2 separate regions of the Gossypium hirsutum genome follow, and region 1 is linked to region 2. A link is a contact called in public Hi-C data. All regions are on one chromosome and are shown on one strand. The core of a region is the stretch at or near the end of the contact, and the rest is flanking DNA. Distances in the headings are between cores, read along the strand shown.

Region 1 (3,073 bases), core at 218-2,717, 160 kb after region 2:
AAGTTCAAATGATGATATGATACAAATTTAAAATATCATATCATGAGGTACTAAAATTAAGGAAAATTGTGAAATTGAAGCACTAATGTCTAATAGGGACAAAAATGAAATTAGACCAAGTTGGGAAGAATCATCCAATTGAAGTAGTGGAGGACAACGAAGTGATGTCATAAGGACGTGGACAACTATATCAATAGAACAAAGCGTTGTCGTATAACATCATTGTAAAACTTGTGGAAGAGGTTGGTTGGTGCTAAAGAAAATCATGGCAGCAACGACAATCTCTGCCGTCCAGTTTAAGGCCAATTATTTCTTCCTAGGTTTCGTCTCACCCTTACGAATAATTCCATTTTCATTTGTCCATGTTTTTCTTATTTTATCGAATTAAATAAACATGTAAGAATAAGCTTTTCAGATTTGTTTATTAAATAAAATAAACACAAATAAAACTTATTCACAAGTTTATTTATGTGTCAAAATCATATTATAAGTTCTGCTCATATTTATTTTGTTTGAGATAATGTCTAAAACTACTCATAACTCTTCATCAACCTATAAATAAGAGAATAATATGCTTCAGTACCCATAATTCCTCCCCAACCTATAAATAAGAATATAATATGCTTCAAAAGGCTTGAAACAAAGTCATCTTACATTGACAACAATAATTATACCAATCGAATTAAGACTCAATCTATATTTATGTATATTTGATAAAACTCTAATTGTAAGATTTATTAGAAAAATAACATATATTATATTTGGATGAGATTTATAGTAACCTTTCCTGTTTTAAGATTAAATAATATATATTATATGCCAAACCAAAGAAAGATATACTTTATAAAGAAAAATTCAAAATATTTGGGAGGGTGAACTTGTGAAAAGGACAGGGAAGCAAATTTTTCCAAATAGGGTTAATATACTATTTAGTATCTGAATATATTTTTAATGTTCAAATTGATACCTAAGTTTCTCATTTTAGTATCTGAATTTGGTTTCAATGTTCAATTAGGTACTTAGACCAAACAATATCATATGGTTTGATGAATATTTGACATGTATGCTCTAATAAACAACATCATAGGTATTTGATTGAGATAAAAAAAATCTCAAATACTAAATTGAATATTAAAGTCAAACTCAGGTATTTAACTGGGAAACAAAACTCAAGTATCAAACTGAAAAAAAAAATTCAAGGTACTAAAGCAAATATTAAAGCCAGACTCAAGTACCAAATTGGGACAAAAATAAACTTAGGTACCAAATTAAATATTTATGTCAAAATCAAGTACCAAATGGTATATTAATCCTTTCAAATACCAAAACTCCACGTAGGATATAATATAATTATAATATTACATCTTATTTTATAATATACCTAGAAAAAAACCGTTAAGTTACTTAAAACTGAAAAATGGTTAAAAGAAAATAATATTTTAACTAATTAATATTTATTTATTATTATAATAATATTATTAATTTTAACGCGAAAGCTTAATTCTCGGCAATGTCTGCTCTCGCAGGCTCAAGAATGTCACCAGTTGCAGCCGTAAGCTTCGCTCTCTTCTCCACCATTTCCAATTTCTCATCTTTTATCATTTATTTTCCTTTTATTTTTCTACTTTTTTTTCTTCTATAGGCTTTTTTTTTGGTTTATTTTCTTTTTGTAATGTTTGCCTCTCTCGATCCAATCTAAAAAAATTGTCAGCTCAAGGACTCAAAACATGGATTTTATGAAGCAGATGAATTTTCTGGTACTGTTATTTTAATTTTGTTGTAATTTCGTTTAATATTTTTAAAATTTTGATGGATATGCCACTGAATTTCGGTTGAAACTTTGCTGATTATGTTTTTTTTTTATATATATTTGCTGTTTTTTTTTTTTTTAGGTTTCGGTATACGTAATCCTGAGCGACGATCTTGAAACATAAGATTTTAGTGTTTTGTTTTTCGTTTTTAGATTGGTTTTGCATATTTCTTCGTTTGGATCTAAGGTGATCTGATTGATTCTGGAATCTGTAGACGAGAGAGGCATTTGCATACTTAGAAATTTAGCTAAAATTTGGCCTTGGATCGAGAGATGCTAATATATTGTGAATAAATTGTACCTAATTTATGTAAAAGTGGAAGTGATCTTCCTTTTGTTACATGATTGAGGCAAATTGGGATGCAAATAGTAGAGATAGGAAGTTACTGATGTGTGAAAGTCTGTTGGTTTTGATTTGATGTTTAAGCTATTATTACTTGGAGGTAATGCATAGGGGAATACTAGATTTTGACTGAGAGGTTGTGAATGTTAGCTGAAATGAGAATATCTTGATTATGCTTTACTGGTTGATGGGTTGAACTGGAAAAGAGTGGCTTGAAGAGCTAAGCTAAGACATTGTTTATGCAAGTACATTGACCCAGGAACTTGTTTGAGGAACATGATCAGGGAGGCGCCTAACACATCTGATCAATTGATTGAGCAAGAATATACATCTGCTGTTCCCTGTATAGCAAAGAATGTAAATAATTATAATATCTCTGTACAGACAGGTGAGGAATTCTCCGTGGAGTTTCTTAAGGAATGTGTTGGCACAAGAGGGATTCCTGCTATACCAGATGCAGCTCAGATACATGAGAAGAGAGTTGGGATAAACCAAAACCAAAACCAGAACCAAGAGCTGATGTATCAGGATCTAGCCCAAATTCTTGGGTTGAAAAGAATGGATTCTGAGTGTGTTTCTGATCTTTCTGATTTTTCTTCTGCGCAAGGGTCTTTTAGAGAGAGTGAAAATGGGTCTTGTGTTGAAAAATTAAGTAAATACCAGAAGGAAGATGATGATATTGGACAAGTGGCAAGGAAGGCTTTCGGTGAATTGAATTGTGATTGGAGCCATCTGAATGTCTCCGCACCAGCTACTACACCCAGTAATGTATGTGACACTACTAGTTCCAGCAACTTTGGTGGGCAGGGAGCTTCTGATGGAACACCATCTGGGAAAATGAAACTTCTTTGCAGCTTTGGTGGAAAAATATTGCCCAGGCCTAGCGATGGCAAACTCAGATATGTTGGGGGAGAGACACG
Region 2 (3,414 bases), core at 413-2,912:
AGTTTCTGCATTATTCATAAAAGCACATTAATTCCCAATTTCTAGTATCACAATAACAATGTCACCTTACGAATTTAGCTGCAAAGTACAAGTAAGTTAAAAAGGACAATAAACCCAAATTTTCCTTTAAATCTTTGTCTACAAAAATTGAGACCATACACAATTGGTTAGGTACTTTTAGCAAACACACATTCAACACCATTATTAGAAGTTTAGAATATAAGTTGATGAGAAAGGATTAGGCAAACAAAATTCCTATGATTAAAAAGCAATAAAATCAAGCAAAATTTGAATATTTATCAACCTAAATGAAGAAATAAAAGATGAAATAGAATAATTAAGGGGAAAAAAAGAGAACTAAAAGGAATTGTTGGGTGTTATACCTTTGTGTGTCTTGAAACATGCCAGAGAACAGCTGAAAAAAAATGAAAGAGTAAAATAAACAAATAAAAACCCAGAAATAAGAAAACTGTAAAAAGAATGGAAGGGAGCTGAAGAACTTACTAAGGAACAAGACAAGATGGGCACTTGTATTTGGATTGAGTTTGGTTGCAAACTTGACACTGCCGTGAAGGACCTCCCATTTTTTTTTCTACTTCGCCAAACAACAAAGCAAAAAAAAAAAAAAAAAAACCTTTTTAATGTTTGATTTGGGGCGTTAAAAACTAACCCAAGAAAACAAAAGTAGTTATTGATTGGAGGAAGAAGAAAGGTAAGACGATGGCGGGGCAGAGACGATTGCCTCCTTTCCAAACTCCTAAGGTTTTTTTCTCTTTTATTTGTTAGTTTTTGTTAGTATTGTGGTCTAATAATGATTTCAGTCCCTTTAGTATGTTGAAATTATAATTTAATCCCAGACCGAGATTAATCCTGGAAACTAAGAAGAAACTTCCACACAGACATCAATCACAGGAAATTCGTGGATAAGAAACAGTCTAAAATCTAATCATAACTCAAACAAAGCACACTCACTAGAAAAACCCACAACATCATGAAAAACACTTAACTATTCAAAGAAATCAATCCTAGAACTAATCTTAGGAGCCAATAATGTTCAATCCTCATTGAAAACAACACCAGTGCACGTTGTGGGCTTCGGTAATTATTCAATGAAATTAGTGGATGATAGTTTCTTTTTTCTTCATATTCATGCTTAGAACTTGGAAAAGGAGGCTGTTTTTTAATCTCTCCTGTCTCAACTGTTGTTCAAGATCAGTTTTGTTTTAATGCAGAAACTAGAAAGAGCGACTGAGGGAGAGACGTTACCGTCGAGAGAGTGACGGACGGTGGCGGCAGCCGAAAGATGAGGAGTAGAGGCGGAAGCCGGTGGACAGAGGAGAAATGTAAAGCTGGCACCAGCAGGGGGAACGGCCGACGGGCGACGGAGGTGAAGCACGGGGGTCAGCCAGCAGGGATGTTTTCTTCTATTTTGGTTTCGTGAATTTAGGTTTTTGGGTTTTTAATAGGCTTAATTGAACAGAGACCCTTAACTATGGCCTCTTTATAAGTTAGGGAATAAAGTTTTTTTTGTCGGGTCCGTAATCAAAGTTCGGCCTTGCCTTCAGATACCATACCGCTATACAATTACAACCCATCTTTGCTCAATGAGTGCAAAATACCCATATTTTAGCACCCGGTGCAACGGCTCAAAGTGCAACATCGAGCGCCAATTTGATTTAGGGTGGCAGAAGGGGGTAAAATTACTTTGTTATCTATTTCATTAGGAATTGTGGGTTTTTTGGTCCATCACATTCATACATTTACTATTCATGTAACGATATCTTTATTTTTGAAAGTTGTTCTATTTACTCGTAGCTCACATTTGATATTGGATCAAATAAATCTCGATTTTTATTTTCCTTATGACGGGCCTTGAAGAGGGAGCATGTCAAGTTTCAGCTTGGGATAATGTCTTTGTACAAGCCCATTTTGCCCGGGCCCATACCAGCAAAACATATACACTAGGCCCAACTAACCCAAACAAACCCAAAATTATTAACCTAGCCCAAAATTTAAAAAAAGAGACCAATGGCCCAAACGGCCCAAAACATAAACAAATTTCAGCAAAAAAGAAAACCCTAGGGTTTCCCTGCCTCTCCAGTTTCGCGCCACCTGCTACCATGTGCGTCTGACGCCTCCTGCCATCGCCGTACGGTCACCTGCAAACACGCAAGAAGAAAAGCAGAAGTAGACAAGACTAGACAGAAAAAATTTAGCTTTCTTTGGCTATAAAGCTGAATATTGTAAAATGAAATAGGGGGCTTCATCACTGTAATCGGGAGTCCCGATTTTTGAAAAGAAAAAAAACATTAAAAGAAAGAAATACAAAGCAGAAAACAGAGAAGGTTTTCCCTTCTTTTTCTCTATCATTCTGTTTAGAAGATCTTTTTTTCTTTTGTTTTATCTACTCCTTTTTAGAATATTAGTAATAAAATAAATAAAAGGGGACTCAACGGGAACCGCCACGGTTTCGCCGTCGGAGGGTTTCTCCTCCGTCTCCGATTCAGATCCGAAAGGGGTTGAGGATTCCCCTCTTTCTCGCGGGTTGAGAGAGCTTGGCTCTCAAGGACGCCGCAACGAGGGCTAAAGGGCCTTTCTTTCTCGGCGTTGACCGCCGGCCACGGGGTGCCGCAGCGGAGGCCGAAGAAGGCCATCATTCGGATGGTTGGGGGGAGGTGGAGAGTTTTTGTTTTTTTTATTTCTTATTTTTTTTGAAGCAGATTAGAATGAGATTTAGGGGTTTTTTTTAGTTTTTATAGCATTTAAAACGGCGCCGTTTTAGCCCCATAACCCGCGCGTCGACCCGACCCGCGACCCAGGGTCCGCGTTTTTTTGTGCGGGTGGGTTATTTACGTGCGCGGTCCTTCCGCTTTTGAAGCGCGTTGCAATTTGCCCCTTTTTTGTTATTTTCTTTTATTTTTAATTTAGCCCCAGAGTTTTATTTTGGTTTCATTTTGGTCCACTACAGCACTGCCTTTTGGGGCTATGGTCTATTTACCTGTTTGGTCCCCCCTCTTTCGGCGAATGTCACAATTTAGTCCTTTTCGTTTTTTATTTTAAATTCGCCCAATATTTTCTTTTTTATTTCGATTTAGTCCGCATTTTAGCACTTTTATTATTTAAGTTAATTATTACTATTACTATTATTATACTAATATAATTGCTTCTATATATATATGTATATATGTGCCCATATGTACGTTTTTTTTTATATATACTATAGTTTATATATGTATGTATTTACATGCATATATACATTCTTACATGTATTCTCTTTTATTTGCATAAATATATATATTTGCATATCCTTTATACTTCTAAAATATGTATTTTGTATATACTCTTTATATTTTATGTATTCCATAACTTTTTATATACATATATACATTCACTTACTTTATGATTTATAACTTA

What was found. A called contact is a pair of places that touch in the nucleus more often than the background predicts.
Region 1: a contact with region 2 is called in a Hi-C map of hypocotyl, with 3 times the contacts expected there. The contact joins the promoter of LOC107962820 here to the promoter of LOC121219938 in region 2. A contact is called at or near these places in 8 of 34 Hi-C or Micro-C datasets (callus, hypocotyl, leaf and 1 more).

The regions. Positions count from the first base shown.
Region 1 is chrD08:62,737,558-62,740,630 of Gossypium_hirsutum_v2.1, forward strand. It overlaps LOC107962820, which reads left to right and starts at 1,468. Exons shown (of 9, transcript XM_016899353.2): 1 at 1,468-1,552; 2 at 2,538-3,073. The coding sequence starts at 1,511.
Region 2 is chrD08:62,574,289-62,577,702 of Gossypium_hirsutum_v2.1, forward strand. LOC121219938 (zinc finger HIT domain-containing protein 3) reads right to left here and starts at 1,663. Exons shown (of 8, transcript XM_041098753.1): 1 at 1,267-1,663; 2 at 505-592; 3 at 384-415. The coding sequence starts at 584.